6 separate regions of the Mus musculus genome follow, and regions 1, 3, 4, 5 and 6 are each linked to region 2. The links are chromatin contacts, called in public HiCAR-type and promoter capture Hi-C maps. All regions are on one chromosome and are shown on one strand. Each heading gives the region's core, a stretch centred on a gene start, on an enhancer-like site or on the middle of the called end of the contact. The rest is flanking DNA. Distances are from core to core; before and after follow the strand shown. Region 1 holds the start of Zmiz2 (zinc finger, MIZ-type containing 2). Region 2 holds the start of Polm (polymerase (DNA directed), mu). Region 3 holds the start of Kremen1 (kringle containing transmembrane protein 1). Region 4 holds the start of Gas2l1 (growth arrest-specific 2 like 1). Region 5 holds the start of Emid1 (EMI domain containing 1). Region 6 holds the start of Nefh (neurofilament, heavy polypeptide).

Region 1 (4,392 bases), core at 89-2,588, 560 kb before region 2:
GGCTGATGGTTTCAAGTCACTGGCTTACCCAGTAGTGAAGCTGGATCCCCCAGGGTAGCTCCCTCGGCCATACACGCCTTGCTGTACGTAGCTCTTGCTAGCACCTCCTTCAGCAAACGCCTGCTGTCCCAGGCACTGCGGGGAGGTCAAGGCAGAGCTGCCACCTGCCACACCAGGCATCATGGAACCACCAGGGGGGCTTCCTGCAGGGCCCATGGGGTTCCCTAAAACCTACAAGGAAGTGGGAGTCACCAGAGAGAACCAGCCAAACTACTGTCTTTAAGACACAGCCCTAAAGTGCTAGATGCCAAGAGATGCCCAGCAAATGGGGGAGGACCTGGGTGGCAGGAGTGGTTGTCTATAGTTCTGACTGGAAGGGTCTCTGGAGCCAGGGGAAGACATCCCATGGTAGTACAGAAGAAAGGCACCTAGTGACTTGAGACCCTCAGGAAGCCCCATCCTTGTGCTTCAGACAGTCCGCTTGGTCCCTGGTTCTTGGAGCCCTAAGATGGTAGAGGCACCACCAAGACTCTGGATCCTGAGGGCTGGGGGGTGGGGGTGGGAGTGGGGTGGCCCTGATACACACTCACCTGGCTCTGGGTTGCGTTGCCAACTCCCCACACAGTAGTGACCACAGACAGTGACCCAGCTGGCTGAGTGGCACTTTGTTGCCAAGGCACAGACTCATATGCAAATGAACCATCACTAAAAGAGAGCAGCTGGTTAAGGCAGGGTCAGAAGGCCAAGGGCTTGCTAGAGGCAGGCCACAGAAGCCCACACTCACCCGTGTGGTGCAGGGGGCAGGGCGGGTTTCATGGGGTTCATGGGGTTCATTGGTGATGGAGCAGCCTACAGGCCCAATGTGCTGGAGCTTATCCGGGAGTTGCTGCTCCGGCTGCGGGACAGGAGGGAGAAGGCAGGAGCTTAGATGCTCATGGTAGCACGGACAAAGCCAGGGTAGTAGCGTTGGCAAATGTCAGCCCAGAATGCAGTGCAAAGCAACTCTAACAAGGGCTCTGTCATCTTAAGCCATTGGATCAACCCTGGAAAGGGCTTTCTGATATCAAATACTTCCCACATTCCCTTTCCCATATAAATCATAGGAAGCCAGGAACCCTCAGCAGGCCCTGGAGAAGGTCAGAGGGGTAGCCCCCACCCTGCGGAGCCCAGAGACCTGAGAAGGAGCAGAGCTTGAGTGTTCTTTGAGGCAGATGCTGAAAAGTCAGGCAGCAGATGTACAACGGCAGTCCATCCACCAGGTTGGCCTTAGGGTGGCTGTACCGACACGGCTGACACAGGACACAGGCACTGACCCAGCCCCTGGTTGGCAGCTCTCTCCTATCAAGAGGGTGGCAGAAGGGCTTCAGGTCACAGGACCTTCAAGCTGATCCAGACGACTTGAGGGGAGCAGGCGTGTGTGTGTGTGTGTGTGTGTGTGTGTGTGTGTGTGTGTGCGCGCGCGCGCGTGCGTGCATGTATGCATGCATGTAGGTGCACACACACACACACATACACACACACCCCTGAGACAAATATGACCTTAAGTATATGGTCAAGTGGACATCTTGCCCCCCCCCAAAGACCCATCTGTGACACTTGTGAATTCCCAACATGGCAGTGACACACACAGCACAGCAGGTGTGGGGGGTAGTCACAAAGCCAGACCATGCTAACGCACATCTACAAGATGGGACCAACTGGGCTTCATTCTTAGAAAACCGTAGCAGTGGCTGGTGGACAGGGAGGCAACAGCAGGTAAGAGCAGCGACTGGTACAGAAGACTCCCACTCCTTGCCTTTCTCAGTGCCTCATCCACTCAGGTCCTAATATACCCTGGACCACATGCGTGCCTACCTCTGCTTGGTCTCACCAGAATGGCACACAAGCCATGTGTTGGGCACTTCTCAGGGACCTCTGGGAAGGCCTGGGTGCTCCTGTCTGAAACCCTCTCTTGGTAGGGGCTGTGTGATTGCCACACATACCTTTTGAACCATTATCAGATCTGGTGATTTCCATCTTCCACTCAGCACTCACAAGCCTCTTGTCTAGGGGAGAGAGGGGTATCGCAGCACCCACTCAGCTCTGGAACAAACATTTCTTTGTGCTTACCACTCAGGGCTCAGTACAGACCTGGAGGCTCTGCAGGGCAGGGCTACACACACAAAGCCCCAGAACGGATAAGAGAAAGAGAGAAAAGGGGACTGTGACTTGCCCTTGCCTGGGCAGCCTTAGGCTCCCAGAGATCCTTCTCACACCCAGCACCAGGCTACCAGGGAAGAGAAACCTCATCCACCTCATCCACAGGCTCTGTCCCCTGGCCCTCAGAGGCAACTACACTTGATTCTAGCCCAGGCCAGGTCCTGCCTAGGCAGCTGGAGACAGAATGTGCCAGACTGGCAGCAGAGGCTGGCATCTATGTTGCTCCTGCTGGATCCTGGCAGCTGACCTGGTGGGAAGAACTCCTCCCAAGATCTGACATGTGGGGTCTGGAACAACCATGTGGATGTCAGGAAATAGGAACAGGAATCAAGACAAAAGCACGACTTAATGGAAAAGAGAAGAGATGGGAAAATAGCCACACAAATACTCCCAGAGACACCAAAGCAATTCAGTGGAGGAAGGACATCTCTAACAAGTGGTACACGAGCAACTAGAGCCTACCAGTAAACAAAAAACTTCAGACACAAAATATGACGGGGGTGGGAGCATCTCTAGATGTAGCTTAATGGCAGAGCACTTGCCCTGTGTGCTTACACACGTCATGCTCTGAGTTTGAGCCTCACTACTGTAACAACAACAACCGAGTCACAGCATATACCAAAATGAACTAGGTCCTAGGTTTAAATGTAAAATACAAACTATAAAATGTTTAAGAAAATATCAAAGAAACTCCACAGGATCCAGGCTGAGCAGAAAGTTTTTAGATTTGATACCAAATCTAAATTTGATCCATAAAATAAAATTAAAAACTTTTCTGTGAAAGATCTGCTAAAAGAATTATAAGATATGATACAAGCTGGAAGAAATGCTTACAACTGTTCCAAAAAAGGCAGCATAGCACCTAAAATATATAACAAATTATTAAATTATTATTATTATTGCTATTGTTTTTGTGACAGGGTTTCTTTGTGTAGCCCTGGCTACCCTGGAATTTGCTCTGTAGACCAAGCTGACCTCAAACTAACAAAGATCCATCTGACTCCCTAGTGCTGGGATTAAAGTTGTACGCCACAACTGCCCAGCTTAAATTATTATTAAAACAAAATCCAAATAGAAAATCAGCAAAACACACGAATAGACTTCTTCAAAGAAAACATAAATGGTAAAATAACTCAAGGAAAAGTGCTTAGCATCCTGTCAGGAAACAGATTAAAGGAGAACGGCTAAGATAAAAAGTGACATCATAAAACGCTGGCAAAGAGGAACTAGACCCCACATGTATCTCTCACGAGAATGTAAAATGGAAGGCACAGCTACTCTGGAAGTCTGGCTATTTCTTATAAACCCGAGTGTGCAGCTACCACAGCACAACCCAGCAACTCAACTCTGGGACATATAACTCAGAGATGCCAACTTATGTTTATAGAACAACCTACAAACAAATGTTTGTCACAGCCAAAGATTGGAAACGGCCCAGGTGTCCTTCAACGAAAGAAAGTTCCCTCAGTGCAGGACACCAACAGCCCAGATGCCAGAGGTGCACACTACTGCTAACGCACTACAGCCTATTCTAGATGAATCTTCCAGAAACTGTGCTGAGTACAAAAAGCCAATTACTGGTGCTATATGGTATGATTCCATCATCTGCCAAAATTAGGAAAACTGTAAACAGGTTAATAGTGGCCAGGGATTGAATGAGGGTGGGGGATGACCTTCCAGGTCTGTAACTTCAGCAGAAAGAAGATGGATGTGAATATAAATCCACAACAGAAAGGCTCCTCCTGATTGTAGCAATGTGCTGGTCCCAGAGTGATATTTTACTACAGTTTTGCACAATGTTACCATTTGGAGGAAACTAGGTAGAGATACAAGGAAACTTTCTGTGATATTTGTTACAACTGGAGATAGCTACAATTATCTCACAATAAAACATTTAGCCAAACCAAGGTATGGTGGCCCATGCCTACAACCCTAGCACTAGGGAGGTAGAGCCATGAGGATCAGGAGGTCAAGGCCAGCTTTGATTAGATGATGAGTTCTAGACTAGCCTTGTGTGCTGGCGCCTACATAAAATCACAGCAACTGGGAGACACAGGCAAAAGGGTCATGAGTTCAAGGCCTGCCAGGTTACACAGTGAGACCCCTTTTCAAAACAAAACAAATTAACTACATAATTACAAAACCACATCACCAATATCAAACACCCTTCCCCTCAAAAAACTGCTGGGATTT
Region 2 (4,007 bases), core at 872-3,371:
GAAAGCCGGAGACTACCCACACCATGTCAGGTCTCTGTCCCCTGCTGGGCCTGTCTCCTGAGGCCACCTGTTCTTAATTAAGGAACTTTTTGGGCCTGTTCCTTGGTATGTATGAAGGCATACACAACATTGTTTCTATCAGGAGATTAGGCCACACCTCCCTTTTTTCTTAAGGGCACCTCGTATTGGAGACAGAGAGCAGCACACATCTGGGCTGCCCCTTCTCAGACTCACTTCCCCACCACATGACTACCACTGTAGGACTGAAACCCAGACAATTTCCATATGGGAATCTGAAGTCTTTGTTCTGTGGAGTCTTTGTTACCACCCGAAGACCACTCTCCAGGAAGGGCAACTCCATTCAAGCACATCTTAGCAATACTAGGTCCTGGACCTACCAGGTAACTATGCATCCTGCTGCTAGCTCTGCTGCAAAAGCTACCTCCAGTGCCAGGATAGTCACAAACAGGTCTCTCAGCGCTCCAGGAGAGATCCCTTCCTTTCTCCACCTTGCACAGGAGGATTACAGACCTGCCCTTTAGCCTGCTCTGGGACTCTCTTAGGCACACAGACACATATAGGACACTCAGTACTCACAACCCACAGCCAGCTCAAACTACTTTCAAATGGAGTCCCTCCTTTCTCAGGTTGGAGTGCTGACAGTGCAGCTATGCCACCCTGCCAGGCCAGGATTTAAAGTTACATGTGGTTCCACTTGCCATTCTTTTCCTCCAGTTGGTTGTGCTCCTTAGATCACAAAAATCTTCCAATGGGGCTGGAGAGATAGCTTGGGAGTTAAGAGCACTTGCTGCTCTTGCAGAGAGCCCAGGTTCAGTTCCCAGCCATCTTTAACTGCAGTTCAAGATCTCTGCCCGCACCAGGCATACACGTGGTGTACATGCATGCATTCAGGCAAAACAATTAAGCACATAATTAAAAAAAAATTTTTTTAAGGGGCTAGAGAGATGACTTATTGGTTAAGAGCACTTGTTCCTGCTGAGGACCTGAGTTAGATTCCCAGCATTCACAGGGGCAGCGGCTCACAAATGTTCTTAACTCAAGTTCCAAGGATCTGAAACATTCTCACTCGACGGCACCAAACATGTACGTGGGGTACAGCTACACATGCAAGTAAAACACGAAGACACAGAAAATAAAAATAAATACATCTAATAAATATTTTTAAAAATTAAAAAAAATCGAGTGTCACTAATATAGCTTTGGTTTCTTTTTCGGATTTAAATGATTGCTGATCCGTCTGAGATCTGCTTAATGTTAAGCAGTTTGTAAGGGGGCCAATTTTTTTTTTTTTTTTTTGACTATGGCATAATGGGGCATAGGAACATTTCTGACAAAAGATCCAGTGAAATAACTGAACAAAGGGTATCAATCAGGACTCAAAATCCTTCCTAATGTAACTATAAAGGAATTTTAATAAGTTTAATCTATAAAATCCATAAATAATGCTGTTCCAGATGAAGAGCCACTGGAATTATTTTTCTTCAATCGGGGAAAAAGGGCACATAGAAACCATTTCTGTTCACTTCCACTGGGATCTAGTCTTTTTTTTTTTTTCCCCAATTTTTTATTAGGTGTTTTCTTACTTTACATTTCAAATGCTATCCCGAAAGTCCCCTATACCCTCCCCCGCCCTGTTCCCCTACCCACTCACTCCCACTTCTTGGCCCTGGTGTTCCCCTGTACTGAGGCATATAAAGTTTGCAAGACCAAGGGGCCTCTCTTCCCAATGATGGCCGACTAAGCCATCTTCCGCTACATATGCAGCTAGAGACATGAGATCTGGGAGTACTGGTTAGTTCATATTATTGTTCCAACCTATAGGGTTGCAGACTTAACTTTCCAAATGGAACGCCAGCTGTCCCAATGCTGTTCGTTACATTGGAAAACGTTTTCACCCTCCACCAGCTCACATGTATACTACTCAAACTCCGTTCCCCTCTGCATACCCAGGGGAAGTGGCGTGGGCGCTCTGTCACCAGCAGAGGCAGTGGAGGGTTATCCAGGACTTCTCATATGGCCAGGATAACCTGAGACCCCGCCCTCGGGGGCGAGGAAGAGAGGCCGAGACTCCGCCCCCGAGAGGAGAAAAGTGCCCGCCCAGTACGAGGCGAAGCCCCGCCTACGGGCCCAGGCTACTCTAAGGTCTGGGAAACCACTGGGGCTTTCTATGAGAGTAGTTCAAATAAGAATCCTCGGGCGTTATTTGCATAGAACTGGGGCTTCCGATGGGAAGCCAAAAGCATCCTAGAGGGCGTCTCGTTTGCATAGAGCAGACACCACTTCCTCTCTCCTCCTTCCGCCTTCTTTCATGACCCTGCCTTCCTTCGTTCTGCGGCTTCCTGTGCTTCCAGAGTTGGTGCCCAGATGCTTCCGAAGCGACGGCGAGTGCGAGCTGGGTCCCCACACAGCGCGGTAGCCTCTTCCACGCCGCCCTCGGTGGTGCGCTTCCCGGATGTGGCCATCTACCTTGCGGAGCCGCGAATGGGCCGCAGCCGCCGGGCCTTCCTCACCCGCCTGGCGCGGTCCAAAGGCTTCCGCGTCCTAGATGCTTACAGGTGTGCGGCTCCCGGGAGGCCCCGATGGTGGTGGGATGCCATCCCCCTCCGGGAGCTGGTGTAATTGTGCCCGTCACCCCAGGGTAGGGACTTACTGTGGCCCAGGGCGGGAGCTGGCGCGCAGCTGTGACAGCAAGCAGCACCTGCGGCTTTGGGTTCCAAGCCAGCCTCGGTACTTCGCGGTTGCGGTACGGTCTCCAACCCGGAGTTCCTCTTTTTGAAAGGATGCCATCGAGTCAGAGGCTTCTTAAAGAGCTATAAAAGAAAGAATGGTTAGTGAGAAATATTTGCTAGCTGCATTCCCTCCAATGAGCCAGCGGTCAAAGATGTCCTGAGTTTGCAGACGTCACCAACTAGCTCCAGTAGAGAAAATGCCCAGGGCAGTGGAGTAACTGAGATTGAGGAGACTAAAGGAGCCTGTGCCCGTGTAGCTGGCTAGTTTGTTTGCAACTAACTCCTCCCTCCACAAATGAAACATTCTTTTTGTTTGTTTGTTTTGTTTTTTTTCGAGACAGGGTTTCTCTGTGTAGCCCTGGCTGTCCTGGAACTCACTCTGTAGACCAGGCTGGCCTCGAACTCAGAAATTTGCCTGCCTCTGCCTTCCAAGTGCTGGGATTAAAGACGTGCGCCACCACGCCCGGCTCAAGACTACACTTAAAAGAGTAGAGATAACAATTTGGATTTCGTGTGGCTCTACATTCTTACCACAGCCTGACAAGGTGGCCTGCATTGGATTTTCCCAGTGTAAAGGAAATATAAATACGATGCTTTCCAAGTACATACAACAAGAGTCTGCCTACTGGGGTTTGAATAAATAGGGCAAAATTCTTGTGTCTTAAAATCTTAGCAGAATGGTATGCCAACCTGTAGTCCTGGTACAAGGGTACTAGAGTTCCAGGCTAGCCTGGCCTACAAAGCAAGTCTCTAAACAGCAATTAGCATTGAGATCAGAAACACCTGGCCCTGGCCACTAAGGCACCTGAGGCAGAGGGTGGCGGGTAACATGCCCAAGTGGCTTGTGGGTGAGGCTGCAGCTAAGAACCTGTTGGACCAATGGAGAGGTGCTCTCCCATCAAGGAGGGGCTGGGAAGGCTTTCTGGAGGAATGGAGGCCTGTCACAGTGCAAGAACAAAGGCTTGGGATAGGAGCAGCACAGCAAGGGCCCTGGGTTTCATTCTCCTTCCAGCTCAAAGGTGACACATGTGGTGATGGAAGGGACCTCAGCCAAGGAGGCCATCTGCTGGCAGAAGAACATGGATGCTCTCCCCACAGGCTGCCCACAGCCAGCTCTGCTAGATATTAGCTGGTTTACAGAAAGCATGGCAGCTGGGCAGCCTGTCCCTGAGGAGGGCCGGCACCACCTGGAGGTGAGCTAGTGAGCTGAGACAGATGACATAATAGCAGGTCCTTGGTGTCCTCAGGAGGAGGTAG
Region 3 (4,343 bases), core at 472-2,971, 580 kb after region 2:
GGGCCAGGATCGCCCAGCCCTGCTCCGGGCACAGCGAGTAGGAACAGGAGGGCAGATGTTCCTGCCACCGCCAAGCCTGGTGCAGGCCTGTACTTGCCAGCCCCGGACCAAGGACTTGAAAGCTCTCGGTGCACAGCCCGGACCTGTCCTGCCGGGCGTCGCCGTGGCGTTTTAAGCAAGAGCAATCGGAAAATCCCCGCTGCCTGGGGGTGTGAGGAGGAGTAAGGAGGCTCGAGATCCTGGGGGGTGGGGGGCTGCCTCGCGGAGACCGAGAATTTAAGCCACAGAACCCCAAGTCTCCCCTAATGAAGAGACACAGCGCTTGCCCCATCGAGTTGGGCACTTTTGTTGCTTCCGTATCTTTGGACCTTGAGGTCTTTTATGGTTCCTATTTTGCTGATGGTTGAGCAAAATACATTGGTGAGATATATATATATACACACAGATACATATATATGCAAATATATAGTGTATCACCCATTTTATACTAATTAAAAATAATTTAACTGGGAGTGGGGACACACACCTTTATTCTAGCACTTGGGAGGCGTAGGCAGGAAGACCTCTGTGAGTGCGAGGACAGCCTGATCTACATAGTTCCAAGACTCAAAATAATAATAATAATAATTTAAAACTGGTGTGATGGCTCATCGGTAAAGACAATTGCCACCAAGGTTGAGGACCTGAGTTCCCAGAACCGACAGTGCAAGGAGAACCGACTCCCACAAATGGTCCTCTGGTGTTACACATGCACCCATACACATACAATAAAAAACATATATGTATGTACATATGCATTTATACATACATATATTTTTTTCTTTGTTTCTGTTTTATAGCCCTGGCTGTTCTGGAACTCGCTTTATAGATCAGACTAGTCTCCAACACCAAGACCTATCTGCCTCTGCCTCCCGAGTACTGGGATTAAAGGCGTGCGCCACCACTGCACCGCTGTAAATACATATTTTTAAAAGAATAAGTTGCGCTAGTTGACACGGATATGATAGGATTCTGCACAAGGCTCAGTATGCTGTCCCTTTGGTAGCTGCAGGACTCCACAAGGAGAAAGAACTCCACATTTACTGAGCCCCCACTGTGCGTGCGAGGTTTCCGTGCATTATCTCACTTTGTACAACCGCTTTGTGGAGCAGACGGTATCGACATACCACTGAGCAGAAGGGAGCCCCGTTTTCTTTAAACCTGTATACATTTATACAGATCTTACGAGTAACCAAGTGGGATACGAACCGGGACTGGAGGACTCCAGAACACGCTTTGGCTAGCCGCTACCACGAGCCTAGCAAGAGCAAGAGGTTTGTTCTGGTTACTACCGCAGTGGTGGAACTCGCGCGTGAGTCACGACCTAGGTAAGGGTGAAACAGGGGTCACGGCGCTCGGCCGGTGTCAGCGCCGACAAACCTCAGCGTGGGGACTCAGAGGCAGGACCCGTCCCGCCCTCACCTGTAGACTCCACACCTCGGGTGGCCTCACCGCGCCTGCTGTGGGGGCGGAGCCAGGTGGGGCGGGGGCGGGCTCCCGCGCGTGAGTGGCAGGCCGCGCATGCGCAGGCCGCCCGGCTCGGAATCCTAGCAGGCGTCAGGCAATCCGGGCGGTGCTGAGGAGGACGGGGCGGCGCTGAGGAGGGCGGGCCGGGGCGGACCGGGGCGGGCCGGGGCGGACCGGGGCGGGCCGGGCGGCGAGGGCGGGGCGACGCTGAGCTCCGTCCTGCTCCCATGGCCGCCCCCGGCTCCCGGTGCTGCCCCCTCTGCCCCGGGCCGCGCCCGGGGGTCCCGCACTGACGGCCCATGGCGCCGCCCGCCGCCCGTCTCGCGCTGCTCTCCGCCGCTGCGCTCACTCTGGCGGCCCGGCCCGCGCCCGGTCCCCGCTCCGGCCCCGGTGAGTGAGACCCCGGCCCCCCCCCGAACCCCCTCGCCCTCTCTCGCGCGTGGACCCCGGAGAACCCGATGTTCGGGCTTCTGTCCCAGCACGCGGCGTGGACGCGCCTGTCCCGCGTTACCAGGACTCTGCCCCGAGTGCCGGCTTCTAACTTTGCCGAACTCTGCTTCCGACTTACGGAAGAGAAGGGGGTGCGTGACGGCTAAAGTCGCCCGTACCGAGTGCAGACTACTCTGAGTCCACCGCGGCGTCCGCCCGAGGTGGTGCTCTCGGCCAGGATGGAAGCTGGGATGGCAGCTTAGTTCCCACACGCCCTTCCTTGCCTCGGAATCCTTTCCCAGTGGAAGGACAAGCATGAGGGTGTTGTCTGGCCCAGTTCGGTTTCTTTGCAGGTTGTTGAGAGCTGATGAGCATAGGACATTGGTGAACCTGCCACTGGGGTCTCCACCCTAAGTTGCGGATTGTGATGTTGCGAAGGCAGGGTTTTACTAGTAAAAGAAAACTCAGAGTTGCTTTGTTTTCTTGACAGCTTGGATTTAGGGGAAAGGCTGAGATTTATTTTCTGTGTGATTTTGAGGCAAAGCTGCTTGAACCTCTGTTACTTGATCTGAAAGTGGGGGGGGGTAACTCACTCCCATGAGCAGTGTTGGTGAACATTAAATGATACACTGTAGGCAACTTGCTTAGAGTGTTCCACCATGTGTAGTCATTAAACGATTTAATAATACTTATTATAGTGTTTCCCAGTTCACTAAGGACTAGACACCTGGTTTACCCAGCGAATACTGAATTTCTTTCAGGATGAATCCCGGCAAAAGGCAAAGCTGGGTTTTGGGACGGCAGAATGAGGAGTTCCCAACACACCAAACCTGAGACTCAGTAGAAGTGGTTTCTAGGTGATTGCTGCCTTCTATGGGACTTCTATAATGTGCTCTTTTCTACTGTTTGTAGTATGTGAACAGGGAGGGAGGGAGGGACGTTCCGAGAGCCAGGACGTGTCAACATAACTGTAACCTAGTAACTCCTTCCACTTTGTCATCTTTGTGTTCAGGATTTAATGTCCTCTATGGAGAGAGAGGTACGGGTGGGAGTGGACTGGCGCTCCTTCCTGGAAAGGGCACTGTGAGCCTATTCTGCCCACACTTGCAGGGAGGTAGCATCTGTTAGGCACCGACGCTTTGCTAGGTCAGATGCAACAGCTCTTGGGTAAAGTTGGTATGCTTTTATTTAGGAGTCCTGGGTAAGGACAAATTTATGGCTGTTGTGAAACAGTTTACTAGGTCCCTCAAACTCTCCTCAGCGGGGTTCCTCAGCATTCTGCAACATCAGTGCCTTTGTGATGTTTCCCCTCTGGTTCCAGAAGCAGTTTCAGAAACAAACCACATGGTTTTCAGCATCATATCCTGTCAAGAACCTAGCGACTAGTTTGTTAAATCCTTTCCAATTAAAAAAAAAAAAAAAAAAAGCTGTACACTGAGAATATGCCAAACTTACCATTTCATATTTTGTGATACTGTAATTTTCTCTAAAATTTTGTGGATGGAAAAAATTATTCCAATACTTATATTCTGCACAACTTTGTAATATTTAAATTACTGGTGGTTTGCATTTTTGAATGCTGACTTTATAAAAACAGTTAGCTCATTCCCCTTCAATGTTATTCTAATTATAGTGTGTAGTCAACCCCAAATGATCTCCAGTCTCTCTGCTCTTTTGTCATGCGTTCTCTTCTATCACAACTGATAAGAAAGGCGACAGAGGTTAGTGGTAGCCTTTTCTTGCCTCTCACCATCCTCCTCAACGTCTCATCTGGAATTTGTCCTATTAGTCAGTAATATGTGTTGTTATAAAACCTGAGTTTGGTCACCTGTAAGGCCTGCATACTCTATAGTAATTCTCTTAGCCCCATAGATGGATAATTTAAGTGTTTAAGATGAAGTGAGTCCTCCTTTCCCCCCACCTTTTTTAGACCAGGCTGGCCTCGAACTCACAGAGATCTGCCTGCCTCTGCCTCCTGATCACTGGGACTTTCCCTTTATAAATCTCAAAGCAAAAAAGTATTGCGTTTAGGCTCCGTACTGACCAAATTGGTGTGCTCAATATAGCTGTCAGTACACTTAGAGTTTAGAATAGGTGGACCAAAAGCAAAATGATTAAAACAAAGCTACAGCTTCATCATCTCCATATTGGGAGGTTTTGGTAGTAAGCAGTGTACCAGCTTTAGTTTAGAATCTAAAGTTTTAAAGGATTTATTTATTGGGGAAGTATGGCGATGAGTACTTAATGGGGTGAGTGTGGAGATCAGAGTGTTTTTGGTAATCAATTCTCCCTATCTACCTTGTCAGTCCCTGAGATTAAAAGATCTTCAAGCTTAATACAAACACCTCTAACATCAGAGTCATCTTGATGGCCCCTAGTTTTGAATTTTGGAGCCTGGAACTCTACCT
Region 4 (3,904 bases), core at 1,006-3,505, 770 kb after region 2:
TGTCCTGGAACTCACTCTGTAGACCAGGCTGGCCTCGAACTCAGAAATCCTCCTGACTCTGCCTCCCGAGTGAAAGGAGACTCTTGAGACCAGAGCAGCTGCCTGGAAGAGAGTTTTAGACCAACTGAGGCACCTAGAAAGGACATTCCAGAACCTGTTGAGCTGCCTGCAGGCTATGATCAGGTTCCCATCTTTGGGAGCTGTCACTCATGCTTGGGTGGGCCTTTGGTGATGCTGCTGTTTGAGCCATGTCTGTTCTTGTAACTCCAATAAAAATTGGGCTTTTGTGGTTTCAGTCCTTTGGTCTGTTGTGGGTTCCCTATCAGGAGTGCACAGACTTGTGTGTGACATCTCCCCCAGGAAGTTTGTCAGACAACACTGGTGACCAACAGAGCTTAGATTCAGTCTTCTATGTCCAGAACACTGAAGCACAGTGAGGTGGCTATAAGTAGGGGTCAAATTCCTGCAGAGCTGCTGATGGCAATGGTACCTTAACCTCCCCAGTCCTCAGCTTCCCTAGATCTACAAAACCATCATATGAGGCTGGATAAGGGAACCTGCCACCATGCCACAATACCCAGGATCCCACATGGTGAAAGGCAGAACAAACTCCCAAAAGTTTGCCTTGCCTACATACCTTGACACAGACACACACTCACTAAACAGATGTAATAAAAAGTATCGGTGTATCAGATTATTTTGAAGATGATTGCTGGGTATGACGGTTCATTACTGCTTGTTCCAGGACAAGTCATTTCTCAATTCCTTCACTTAGAATTCAGTCTCCATAGCCAATTCTTCAGGACTTCACTCCCTGCTAGGTGTTATTTTTTTTTTTTTTTTTGTTTAACAACTCCGTGTCCACAATGTTCACCCCCAAACCTGGGATTTCTCCCTCATCTATACTCACACACTCACCTCACTAACATACATCATCAGTTTTCAACAGGCAGTCAAGATCCAGCATCCCCTCTCCCCATTCAACCTAAACCACTTGCCTCCCTCAGAGGCTTCCCTGACCCTGACCCTGACGCTGCAACAACAGCAGTTACAGGAGCCCTTATGGCTGCTACGTCAGCCTCTCCTAAATTCCTCCTTAGAGAGAGGCCTGGGATCCCAACAGAGAGAGCACACCATGAGTTCAAAGCCAGCTCAGGCTACATAGCAGAACTCTGTAAAAGTAATGACATGGTGGAACATTCCTTTAATCCCAGCACTCAGGCGGCAGAGACAGGCAGATCTCTATGACTTTTGAGGCCAGCCTGGTCTATATAGGGAGTTCCAGGCCAGCCTGGTCTACATAGTGAGATCCTGCCTCAAAACCACAACAAACTCCAACAATAATAATTTAATAATAATTAACAAATAAACCGGGGGCTGGGGAGATGGCTCAGTGGTTAAGAGCACCAACTGCTCTTCCGAAGATCCGGAGTTCAAATCCCAGCAACCACATGGTGGCTCACAACCATCCGTAACAAAATCTGATGCCCTCTTCTGGAGTATCTGAGGACAGCTACAGTGAACTTACATATAATAAATAAATCTTTAAAAAAAAACAAACAAATAAACCTCTCTTCCATGACCTTTGAAAAGCATGGTCCACAAGGCCCTAATGTTTCACCACTTCAGCCTTGCAAACCTACCCATTTTTCTTTCCTTCTTCCTTCCTTTCCTTTTTTTGAGATAGGCTTCCTCAGTGTGAAAAACTTTCCCTCTAGATGACTCTCAGCTTCCTCCGTCGCCTCCTTCCTTGATCTGAGTTAAAATTAAGTCCACACACCCCCACAAGATTTCCAGTCTCTCTCCAGCATCTCACTCCTCTCTCGGGCGACAGTAGGGGGCAGGATTCCCTAGATCTTCCAGGTTCCTCCTAAGGCGTGTAGTTGCCCCTGCCACACCCCCTCTTTTAACCTAACCCGCAGCCACCTTCCGATCCCTGAGCCTCATCGTCCTTGTACCTTAAGCTATCCCTGGGCCGTCCTGCAGGAAGAGCACCCAGTTATCTGACTTGCAGAGGTCCACCCGGGACGGAGGTGACTCTGCAGTCCCCGGCCCCTATCGCTTCCGGGGAGGCCACTGTCACGGGGGAAGGACAGCTGAAAGGATCTGAACCCCGCCTAGGAAGACCCAGACCCGGAGTTAAAGGGGGGGTGAGGTGGGGGTGATGCCTTAGGGCCTAAGGCCCGAGAAAGGCACGGCCCCTTTAAGAGCGCAGCTCCGCCCCTTCCTGGCCGGATCCAAATTCCAGGGGGGCGGGGCAGAGCGGACGCCTGGAAGCAGCGATCTCGGGCGACGCCTGTGTGCGGCGGCGCGGCCCGGCTCCGGCCCCGCCGGGGCGATGCTCCCCGGGGCGGCGGGGTGAGCCAGGTGAGCGCGGGGACCCCCAGGAGCCCTAGCCAGAGTGCCTGGAGGTGGGCCGGGCGGTGCGGGCTCTCTGCTTCCCAGGGCTGTGTGACCCTGACTGGGCACTCACCCTCTCTGGACCAGGCCTCGAGCACTGCGGAGGCTCGCGGGGGCCGTTCGGAGTCCCGGCCTTTCAGGCACCAGCTCGGGCGGCTTTTCGCAGCAGGAATCCGGCCTGCCTGGGTGACCCGATTCCTCCACCCACTGCTCTGCGACCTTCGGCGAATGCCTGCCCTTACTGCGCCTCAGTTTCCTCATCTGTAGAATGGAGACGCGGTCGCCGCTCAGCCTGTGGCGCGGCCCTTAGCGGAGAGGAGAAGGGAAAGGCGGGACTTCGTGCAGGTTATGGGCTGAGCAATGGAAACAGTCTCTCCGTGGTTCTGGGCGAGGCTCCTCTCCTGTCCCTCCCTACCCACATGTCTTCATGTTTTTAAATGGCATTTCTTCCTCGTGGGTGCCAACTTGTCCCCAGCCACCCTCTCCCGACCAGCCAGACAGCAAACATAAACACTACAATGGTGTAAATGTTACTGAGTCCCTTAAAGCAGGTCATGGCACCGTGAGAACAATGTGGTGCTACGTTTGCTTGTTCACAGCTTGCTCTTAAACTTAGCGTCTCCCCTGAGTGGCGGGCTGGTAGAGGTGGACCATTCTGAACCCTTTCGAGTCTTCACAGCAATCCTGACCTATGTCCCCACAGTGACTCCACTGGCTCTGGGCATGGCGAACCCAGTGGCGGGCATCGCAGGCTCTGCCGCCAAGAGTGTGCGACCCTTCCGATCCAGTGAGGCCTATGTGGAAGCCATGAAGGAAGACCTGGCCGATTGGCTCAATGCTTTGTACAGTCTAGGTCTCCCCGGCAGTGGCGATGGCTTCCTCACGGGGCTGGCCACAGGCACAACCCTGTGCCAACATGCCAACGCTGTCACCGAGGCTGCCCGGGCTCTGGCTGCTGCCCGTCCAACCCGAGGTGTGGCCTTCCAGGCACACAGTGTGGCGCCTGGCTCCTTCATGGCCCGAGACAACGTGGCCTCTTTCATCGGCTGGTGCCGGGCTGAGCTGGGCGTGCCTGAAGTGCTCATGTTTGAGACAGAGGACCTGGTGCTACGCAAGAACGAGAAGAGTGTGGTGCTCTGCCTGCTGGAGGTCGCCCGGCGTGGGGCGCGCCTTGGCCTGCTTGCCCCGAGGCTGGTACAGTTCGAGCAGGAGATCGAGCGGGAGCTTCGAGCTACCCCTCAGGTTTCCAGCGTCCCTGCTGCTGAAGAGGATGTCACTGAAATTGCCACTGTACCAGGGGTTCCCACCCGCACACCCCGCATGACGCCCAATGACCTTCGAAACCTTGATGAGCTGGTGAGTCTTCTGATATCCACATTGGGTGTCCCATCCCGTCCCGTCCCGTCCCCCCCCCCCCATCAGGGGACCAGATGGCAGAGCTAATACCTACCCCAACCCTAAGCCTCCAGGGGCCCATTCTCAGCAGCCTTCCCCACTAAGAGTA
Region 5 (3,912 bases), core at 1,197-3,696, 690 kb after region 2:
CATCTGACCCCTAAGACCAGGGAAACGAAGGCTGTCTCACCTTCCCAGAAGAGGGGATGCGCCCTATCTCAGGTCACACGGCTCTCAGCAGGCACAGCAGCCTGGTTATGTTGTAAACCAATATTCCAGACTATGGGTCTCCAGCCACTTACTTCACTGTGGGAAAATGACAACAGCTTTTCCTGAGTCTTTCACAGGGCAAGGGGTCACCTAGAGCCGCAGGGAGTGTCTGTGCATTTGGGGATCTGGGTGTCCTAACGTACAGGAGTGTCTCAGTTGGATTGCTAACAGGTGTTGGGCCTTCCTCCTGGCTGATGGCATGCACTACAGCATGTTCTTGGCAGTGCCTCTGGGGTGGAGGGGTCTGATCTTGGCCACTTGACTGGGGCCTCAGACAAACCTGGATCCATCAGTAGGATGTGCATCTAGGGGCAGAATCAAGTTGTTAATCTGCCTGGGGCAAAAACAAGACAAAGTTTGGAGGTATAGGCAAGGTCATATAGGTTCAATTCCCAGTACTTTACAAAACAAGACACACACACACACCCCTGCAAGGCATAGCCAGGGAGTCAAGGGACTGACTGACTGATTTAGTGTCAAAAGACAGCACACACCAAGTGCCAATGATCTTAGTGAAGGGAGGCAGGCACCCCTAAGGGGGCCAAGTTAGGCCCGTGTCCATACCCTTGGAGGGACCTGGGAGATTTGGAGAGCCATAAGCATCTGGGACATTATAAGTCTGCCCAAAGACCTACGAGGACCAAACAAGAAACTGAGGCTCAGACCGGGGGAAGACTTGTGTAAGCCAGCGTGAGCAGAGCAGTTGAGAGACAGGGTTTGAACAGCACCTACTACCTGGCCTTTTGGAGACAGGGCTGGGCTCTCTCTTTCTCTGCAAAGGACTCTGGTTATGCCCTGGTCCTGACTCTACCCACAGGTCCAGGAGAAGCAAGCCCCAGGACTCAGACTGTCTTTGTTTCCACACAGAGATGGGCAAGCAACCACAGGAGCATGGCCCCTTGCACAGCTGAGCTGGGCAAAGATTCCCTGACCTAGGCTGCTCACTGCTGGGGCGTGCAGTAGACGTCTTCTGTGACCTCCCTTGGTGACGACTCTGCTCTTGTGTAGAGCTGGGCACAGTATCGAACCCAGCATGCAGGAGGCAGAGGCAGACAGACCTCTGTGAAATGAAAGCTAGCCATATTATATATGTGTGTGTGTGTGTGTGTGTGTGTGTGTGTGTGTGTGTGTGTATTTGTTCCAGACCAAGCCAGGACATATAGAGAGCTCATCTAAAAGAAAGAAAGAAAGAAAGAAAGAAAGAAAGAAAGAAAGAAAGAGAAAGAAAGAAAGAAAATCATACTTCATATACACACATATGTACATATATGTGTGTACATATATGTACATATATGTGTGTACATATATGTACATATATGTGTGTACATATATGTACATATATGTTCATATACACACATGTTCATATACACACACATGCACACGTGTACACAAACATGATATGCATGCATACAGGCATCTCACGTGTACACAGACATACATGCATACACATGCCCACCACACAAACACATACATTGTTCATTCAAATATGGCGTACATAAGCAAATACTGCCCATGCTCACAAACACATCGTGTACACACAGATTCAGCACATACATGTTTACAGCGCCGTGCATGCATACAACATTATCCATGCACACAAATAGTCTATCATGTCAGCACAGGCAAACTCCTCGCACCTGCTATGCCGCGTGGAATGTGCCTGAGTCCCACCCAGGCCCTCTGCTCTCAGCCAGTCCTTACCTTAGGGAATGGGAAATTGAGGCCTATGCCAAAATGCTGTCTACACTTGTGCTTAGACCCCAACACTGAGATGAGGGGATTGTGGGTCTGGGGTTACTCTGCCAGAGTGCTCTGGGCCTTAGTGTCTCCCTGTAAAACAGGTATAAGGGTCACTGCACTTAGGGGACGCGGGAGCACCTGAGCCTCGGGTTTCTCCTCCGTAACATGGGCGACCTAGCCAGCCCAACACGGAGTGATGAAAGCTTTAGTCAGGGCAGGATGTATGGGGTGAGATGCCTGGGACAATGGCACAGCTCGCGCAGGAAGCCTGTGTTAGGTCGATGGGAAGATCCTGTGTGTTTCGGGAACCCAGTTCCGCAAAGATGTCAAAGATGTGCGTCCAGAGGCGATCGCTCTGGAGTGGTGGGTTCAGGTCCTGGCAGCGTTGCGGGGACGAGGGGGCGGGTGCGGCCAGGGCCTCAGTTTCCCAGTCTGCGGCTCAGGTGGGCACCTGGAGGGCGTCCTGGCGGGGGCGCGGACGGCTTCCGGGTTGGCGGGGGGCGGGGGGCGAGGGGCGGGCGAAGCCGAGCGCCCCCGCCCTGCTCCGCCCGGAACCGGCTCTGCGCGCCCGCGGCTGCGGTGGGGACGACAGCATGGGCGGCCCGCGGGCCTGGACGCTGCTCTGCCTCGGGCTCCTGCTCCCGGGAGGCGGCGCCGCGTGGAGCGTCCCGGGCGCCCGGTTCTCGGGTCGCAGGTAAGTCTCCCCTAGCTCTGTGCAATCCCAGCACTGGGGTGAGGGAAGCAGACCCCAGCTCCGTGCAACCCCGAGACTGGGACAGGGACCCGACCCCAGCTCCGTACAATCCCGCGACTGGGGCAGAGACCCGATCGCAGCTCTGTGCAACTTCAGGGTCTGGGACAGAGACCCGACCCCAGCTCCATGCAACCCTAGGACTGGGACAGAGACCCGACCCCAGCTCCTTGCAATCCCGGGACATCGGAGGCAGTCCGAGACTGTTGCAGGGGCTCCATCGCTCATCTCTATACCATAAGCAGTGGGAGCAGGGGTTTGGCACGCTGTGCTCAGGATAGCCGGCTCACCTACTTCTGTGTGAAAGAACAGACGGCCTCCCCTACTGAGATCCCGGAGGCCCCAGAAGGTGGACCCATGGCAATGCAACAGAGCTTCCCAGGACTTCTGTGGGTCTCGCCCAAGCCCCCCTTCCCTTCATGTACATGTAAAATGCCAGGATCACCCCTTAGCCAGCCCTTCAGGAATCCCCTCTCTTTTCCCCTGCTACTGTCTTTTTCTTCTTTCTTTCTTTCTTTTTTTTTTTCTTTTTTCTTTTTTTATGTCCCAGCTATTTATTTCACTCGGAGGAAGGACTGGGGTGGAGACTGCACAGTGGGTCAGTGTCAGAGGCCCCCTGGGACCTGGCATTTGGTTGGACCTCCCAAAAGCCTATGACTCTCTGCCGGCCTTTGTGGAGTGTTTCCCAGGATCGGGTCCTGTGGGGCTTTTTCTAGACAGTGCCTTCAAGACTGGAGGATGTAGGGAAACTTGTCCCCACTCAATAGAGGGGCAAACTGAGACTAATGTGCTCGTGGTGGGTATTCATGGAAGAGCTGGGATTCAGCTCTCCCTTTCTGGACTCGATGGCAGAGTTTGAACCTGCCCTGGCCCCTGCTCTGCCTGTAGCCCCTGCCCCTGTCTCCAGGACAGACAATGTGGACTAACCAGGCCTCTTAGGCCTTTCAGCCCATTCAAAGGCCCGTGAGGGCCCCACCCCCCTGTGGCCTCACTTCTTTCTTTTTAGAAGTTTCCCTTTCTTGTGGTCAGAGGCCAGCAACCCCCCCTGGGAGCTAGCAAAAGCAGGTGACCGGGTAGAGCAGGCTCAGGGGTAGAAGTGGCTGAGGCAGCAGAGGTCAGGCAGTTAGCTGTCTGAGATGGGAACAGCCGAGTGGCAGATGTGGCAGATGCCACAGCACCCCTACAGTGTGCCAACCACAGCTGGTGTGGGCTGGCACTTTTCCTGCATCCATTGCTTCTAGAACCTTCCCAGCTGCTATCTAGGCTTGCTTCTCTCTGCTGTCTGTTTTATAGAGAAAGAA
Region 6 (4,258 bases), core at 1,429-3,928, 890 kb after region 2:
GCCTATCACACGCAGCAGCAGCTCAATGGGCAAGGAAAGAGTCAGGGATGCAATTAAGGGATGGAGGGATGGATGGATGGATAGTTATGTTGTCTTATTCGCTGCTAAATGTTAAGAATGCAGGATGGAAGGCAAAAGTTATTTCAACTGCAAGATCTTAGAAAAGAATCACATGTAGCCTTGGCTGTCCTGGAACTCACTCAGGCTGAGTGAGGCTGACTTCAGATTCACAGAGATCTGCCTGCCTGCCTCTGCCTCCTGAATGCTGGGATTAAAGGCGTGCGCTACCACTGCACAGCAAAAAGAATCATTCTCAGCTCTCTCTGGGCCATACGTTTTGCTAGAGAGCTGATTAGAATTCATCCATCTATCCACTCACAATGACAAACTGGGAAGCAGCATGCGGGCAAGGACCACAGAACCCCAGGAGGGGACAAGGCTCAGGGTGAAGGGAAGGTGAGGCTGAAGGACTGACCAGGGTCTCAGCATTCATGACAACCTTACAGCCACAAAAGCCACACCTTTTACCTTCACACACACCCCACTCCTATCATTCATGTGTGCTGTCAACTGCTTGTCAGACTTCTCACCCCCAAGAAGGGCATGTGCATTCTGCAGACAACTGAAGAGACTCGAAGGAACAAGAATCTAATAACAAAAATCCAAGCAGTATGGGAGATAAATGGGGAAGCCATGTGGGCGTAAGGGGGTAGAGGTCTGCATCCCAGTCCCCTCCCCATGGCATCTGCAGTGCCTCCCAGCCTTTCTGACCCCTGCAAAGAGCAGCATGACTGGACCTTTAAATTGGGAAAATGCTTCATCATGTTCTGCTCCATCATGAAAAACTAGAGTCTCCTCCCCCTCCTCCCTAGTGCACTCTCCTGGCCTGCAGCCAGGGGCTGGGAATGAGACACAGGACAGGAAAGGGATCTCTTTTAGGGAATCTATCAGTTCTCCTCCTAGGGATCCCTCCAAAAGAGAAAACCACAGCAAACTGGGGTGCAGTGAGGCTTGAGGTAACTGCCTGGGAGAAGTTCTGATCTGAAGAAGTCTATACTGGTTTCCAGAGCTTGTCAGTGGGCATTGGAGTGGGGCTCTCTCTGCTCCGGGAAGAGGTTTGCAGGGAGAAAGAACTTCACAGAGAGCCAGGCACTGGACAGGACATGCAGGGGTGGGTCACTTACATACAACCGTAGGTCGTTTCGAGCCCGTCATATGACTCATCCAATCCTCCCCTGTACCGCACAGAGGGACTGCTTGGAAAAGCTATGGAACCTCCCTACTCCGTTAGGCATAGATTTAACCCTTCCCATCCGAGGAGCGGCTGCTGTCCGTGGTGCTGAAGCGATAGCGGCACGGGCGGCTCCGTCCACTAACACCGCTTTTGACCGGAAAACCAAACCAAGAACGAGCCGTATAATAAAGCAAGAGCTCCAAGTCTAAGCCCCTCCGCCGTCCCCGCCCTTTCACCTGAAGCCTCAGTAGGGCTCATGATGGAGGTCGGTGGACTTTGGTACTGAAAAACCACTCCACCACTTCCTCGGAGCATGAAAGGGGATGCTTACGGCAGTACTGGTTCATCTATTCTGGAAAAGGAATGAGATGCCAAGATAAAGCAGAAAAATCGGGCAAGGAAGGGAGAAAGACAAAGTTCTCAGGTGAGAGGAACTGGTTACTATTCCGACTGGCAATATGTGGGTTCTCCTCCCCAAAATCAGCCAGACATTTCCCAAGTTCGAACCTCCTAGGGGCACATGGGAGCTTGGAGCTGCATCTTGTCTCTTGCACACAAGGGAAAACCAAACATAGGAGAACACAATTTGTACAAGGTCATTCAGCTAGCGAAGCACAGAAGCTAACCCCACCCTGTGGCAGAACTTGGCTTCGGTGTTGAGGCTCTTGCTGCCTACTGAGGGACCCCCTGTTCTTCGTAGGCAGTTTTCCTTTCCGGGCAAGAGGAGACTCCACTTTCCAGTCGTGGCCACTGGAATTTTTAGAGAGCACCACGTTCCTCTCACCCAGCGCTCCCTTTCTCCGTCTGCAGTGTTCTCCTTCTCAGGGTAGCTTTGCGGTCCTTTCAAACTCCACGCCCACCCCAACCCCAACCCCGAAGCCAGCTGTACAGTTCCTTAAGCCCCTTTGGGTGGCCCAGGGCCGCTGTAGTATCTGGGGAACACTGCACCGCCAGCTAGAAGGTCCCCATTTATCATCAGTAGCATCCATCATGCAACCCCATACAGAATCCCTTCGTGGGTGACTGCAGTCTGCACTCCTCATCTCAAGGTCCTCTCTAACTATCAGGGAACCAACCCTGTGCTGCTTCTCAAGTGGGGGTGTCCTCTCATAGTAATCACTGCAGTCTCCCACTGCTTCAACCCGAAGGCGCCCTGACCCATCAGTTCTGCAATCCTCTCCCTATTTCCAGTGCCCTCTCTTATTCTGAGGGTCTTATTCTGACTAATAGGGTCTTCCGACATGCACCTGGAGGTCTGCACTTGTCCGCTCCGGAAGTCCTTTACTCCTTGGTCTGACCTCGGGAGGCTCTACTGACGATGCGTCGATTCCCCTTCACTCCTGGGTCGTCCCCCCCAGCCCCGCCCCTCTCACTGCGGAGAAGCCGGTCGGCCCGGGGCCGCGGGGGAGGAGGTGGAGAGGGTGGGGCCCTCCTCCCCAGCCCCCCACTGCCGAGGGGCCGGACCGGGCCACCGCGGATATAAAAGAGCCGGAGTCCCAGAGCTGCCGCAGTGCTGCCTGCCCCGTCCCAGCCCCGCACTCCCGCTCCGCTGGCGGCCGCACCTGCTCCGGCCATGATGAGCTTCGGCAGCGCCGATGCGCTGCTGGGCGCCCCGTTCGCGCCGCTGCACGGAGGCGGCAGCCTGCACTACTCGCTGAGCCGCAAGGCAGGCCCGGGCGGCACGCGCTCCGCGGCCGGCTCCTCCAGCGGCTTCCACTCGTGGGCGCGGACGTCCGTGAGCTCCGTGTCCGCCTCACCCAGCCGCTTCCGCGGCGCCGCCTCGAGCACCGACTCGCTAGACACCCTAAGCAACGGCCCAGAGGGCTGCGTGGTGGCGGCGGTGGCGGCGCGCAGCGAGAAGGAGCAGCTGCAGGCTCTGAACGACCGCTTCGCGGGCTACATCGACAAGGTGAGGCAGCTCGAGGCGCACAACCGCAGCCTGGAGGGCGAGGCGGCGGCGCTGCGGCAGCAGCAAGCCGGCCGCGCCGCCATGGGCGAGCTGTACGAGCGCGAGGTGCGCGAGATGCGCGGCGCCGTGCTGCGCCTCGGGGCGGCGCGCGGGCAGCTGCGCCTGGAGCAGGAGCACCTGCTGGAGGACATCGCTCACGTCCGCCAGCGGCTGGACGAGGAGGCCCGGCAGCGTGAGGAGGCGGAGGCGGCGGCGCGCGCCCTGGCGCGCTTCGCGCAGGAGGCGGAAGCGGCGCGCGTGGAGCTGCAGAAGAAGGCGCAGGCGCTGCAGGAGGAGTGCGGCTACCTGCGGCGCCACCACCAGGAGGAGGTGGGCGAGCTGCTCGGTCAGATCCAGGGCTGCGGGGCCGCGCAGGCGCAGGCTCAGGCCGAGGCTCGCGACGCCCTCAAGTGCGACGTGACGTCGGCGCTGCGGGAGATCCGCGCGCAGCTCGAAGGCCACGCGGTGCAGAGCACGCTGCAGTCCGAGGAGTGGTTCCGAGGTGCGCGGGAGCGCGGGGTGGGAAGGGGTCGCCCCCTCCTGGCGGAGCAGTGAGCAGCCCGAGAGGACTCCTCTCAGAAGTAGCTAGACCCGCTGCGAGGTGCATGCCACCTGACAAAGTAGCGGTTTTACCCAGACCCTCCCTTGGGGCGCCCCAACTCTGGATTTTCCTTTAGAAAAAGGAAACCACCCTCCACATTTTTTATGTCTGTAATTAAACACCGGGGCCAACCCCTGTGCCCCACACACTGTTAGACCCCAGATTCAGACTGATCTCCCATCTGAAATGGAGCAAGCCCCGTCTGGACCCAGCGTATCAGGTATCCAGCAGCCGCTTGCCATGCCAACTCTGCCCACCCTTTCTTGCGCACCCTGCGCAGTGGGTGGAACAGGAGTATTCGTTCTACCAGGCTTCGTCCCACTACTTGCTCAGTACATAACATCGCGAATTTTAGTAATTGCTGTGTAAAAATGAAAGCCATTCATTTTCATGCCGTTTCTAGCCAGTACGGAACCATCATGTGGACCTCATTGCTGTAAATGGCTGTTATTTAATATCCCCTTCCTCTTTCCCA

The links. Promoter capture Hi-C pulls out the DNA fragments that hold promoters and counts their contacts. HiCAR-type assays count read pairs that join an accessible place to other places.
Region 1: a contact with region 2 is called in a HiCAR-type map of astrocytes, with 2.6 times the contacts expected there. The contact joins the promoter of Zmiz2 here to the promoter of Polm in region 2. A contact is called at or near these places in 1 of 115 datasets of contacts at active chromatin or transcription factors (astrocytes) and 1 of 9 other capture datasets (embryonic stem cells).
Region 3: a contact with region 2 is called in a HiCAR-type map of astrocytes, with 2.5 times the contacts expected there. The contact joins the promoter of Kremen1 here to the promoter of Polm in region 2. A contact is called at or near these places in 8 of 39 promoter capture datasets (cranial neural crest, embryonic stem cells, hematopoietic stem and progenitor cells and 3 more) and 2 of 115 datasets of contacts at active chromatin or transcription factors (astrocytes and memory CD8 T cells).
Region 4: a contact with region 2 is called in a HiCAR-type map of astrocytes, with 3 times the contacts expected there. The contact joins the promoter of Gas2l1 here to the promoter of Polm in region 2. A contact is called at or near these places in 4 of 39 promoter capture datasets (cranial neural crest, hippocampal neurons, liver and 1 more) and 4 of 115 datasets of contacts at active chromatin or transcription factors (astrocytes, forebrain, memory CD8 T cells and 1 more).
Region 5: a promoter capture Hi-C map of second pharyngeal arch cranial neural crest shows a contact between it and region 2. The contact joins the promoter of Emid1 here to the promoter of Polm in region 2. A contact is called at or near these places in 5 of 39 promoter capture datasets (cranial neural crest, frontonasal cranial neural crest, hippocampal neurons and 2 more), 1 of 115 datasets of contacts at active chromatin or transcription factors (astrocytes) and 1 of 9 other capture datasets (embryonic stem cells).
Region 6: a contact with region 2 is called in a HiCAR-type map of astrocytes, with 2.3 times the contacts expected there. The contact joins the promoter of Nefh here to the promoter of Polm in region 2. A contact is called at or near these places in 1 of 39 promoter capture datasets (liver), 1 of 484 Hi-C or Micro-C datasets (B cells) and 1 of 115 datasets of contacts at active chromatin or transcription factors (astrocytes).

The regions. Positions count from the first base shown.
Region 1 is chr11:6,392,071-6,396,462 of GRCm38.p6, reverse strand. Zmiz2 (zinc finger, MIZ-type containing 2) reads right to left here and starts at 1,338. Exons shown (of 19, transcript NM_028601.3): 1 at 1,175-1,338; 2 at 785-895; 3 at 591-705; 4 at 29-231. The coding sequence starts at 834.
Region 2 is chr11:5,836,130-5,840,136 of GRCm38.p6, reverse strand. It overlaps Polm (polymerase (DNA directed), mu), which reads left to right and starts at 2,121. Exons shown (of 11, transcript NM_017401.2): 1 at 2,121-2,576; 2 at 3,763-3,943. The coding sequence starts at 2,386.
Region 3 is chr11:5,258,988-5,263,330 of GRCm38.p6, reverse strand. Kremen1 (kringle containing transmembrane protein 1) reads left to right here and starts at 1,721. Exons shown (of 9, transcript NM_032396.3): 1 at 1,721-1,896. The coding sequence starts at 1,806. Gm46268 (a long non-coding RNA gene) reads right to left here and starts at 2,314. Exons shown (of 4, transcript XR_003949640.1): 1 at 2,115-2,314; 2 at 1,249-1,615.
Region 4 is chr11:5,063,678-5,067,581 of GRCm38.p6, reverse strand. Gas2l1 (growth arrest-specific 2 like 1) reads left to right here and starts at 2,255. Exons shown (of 7, transcript NM_144560.3): 1 at 2,255-2,367; 2 at 2,488-2,745; 3 at 3,104-3,756. The coding sequence starts at 3,124.
Region 5 is chr11:5,150,764-5,154,675 of GRCm38.p6, reverse strand. It overlaps Emid1 (EMI domain containing 1), which reads left to right and starts at 2,446. Exons shown (of 15, transcript NM_080595.3): 1 at 2,446-2,554. The coding sequence starts at 2,454.
Region 6 is chr11:4,946,484-4,950,741 of GRCm38.p6, reverse strand. It overlaps Nefh (neurofilament, heavy polypeptide), which reads left to right and starts at 2,678. Exons shown (of 4, transcript NM_010904.3): 1 at 2,678-3,684. The coding sequence starts at 2,808. It also overlaps a transcript of Ap1b1 not described here.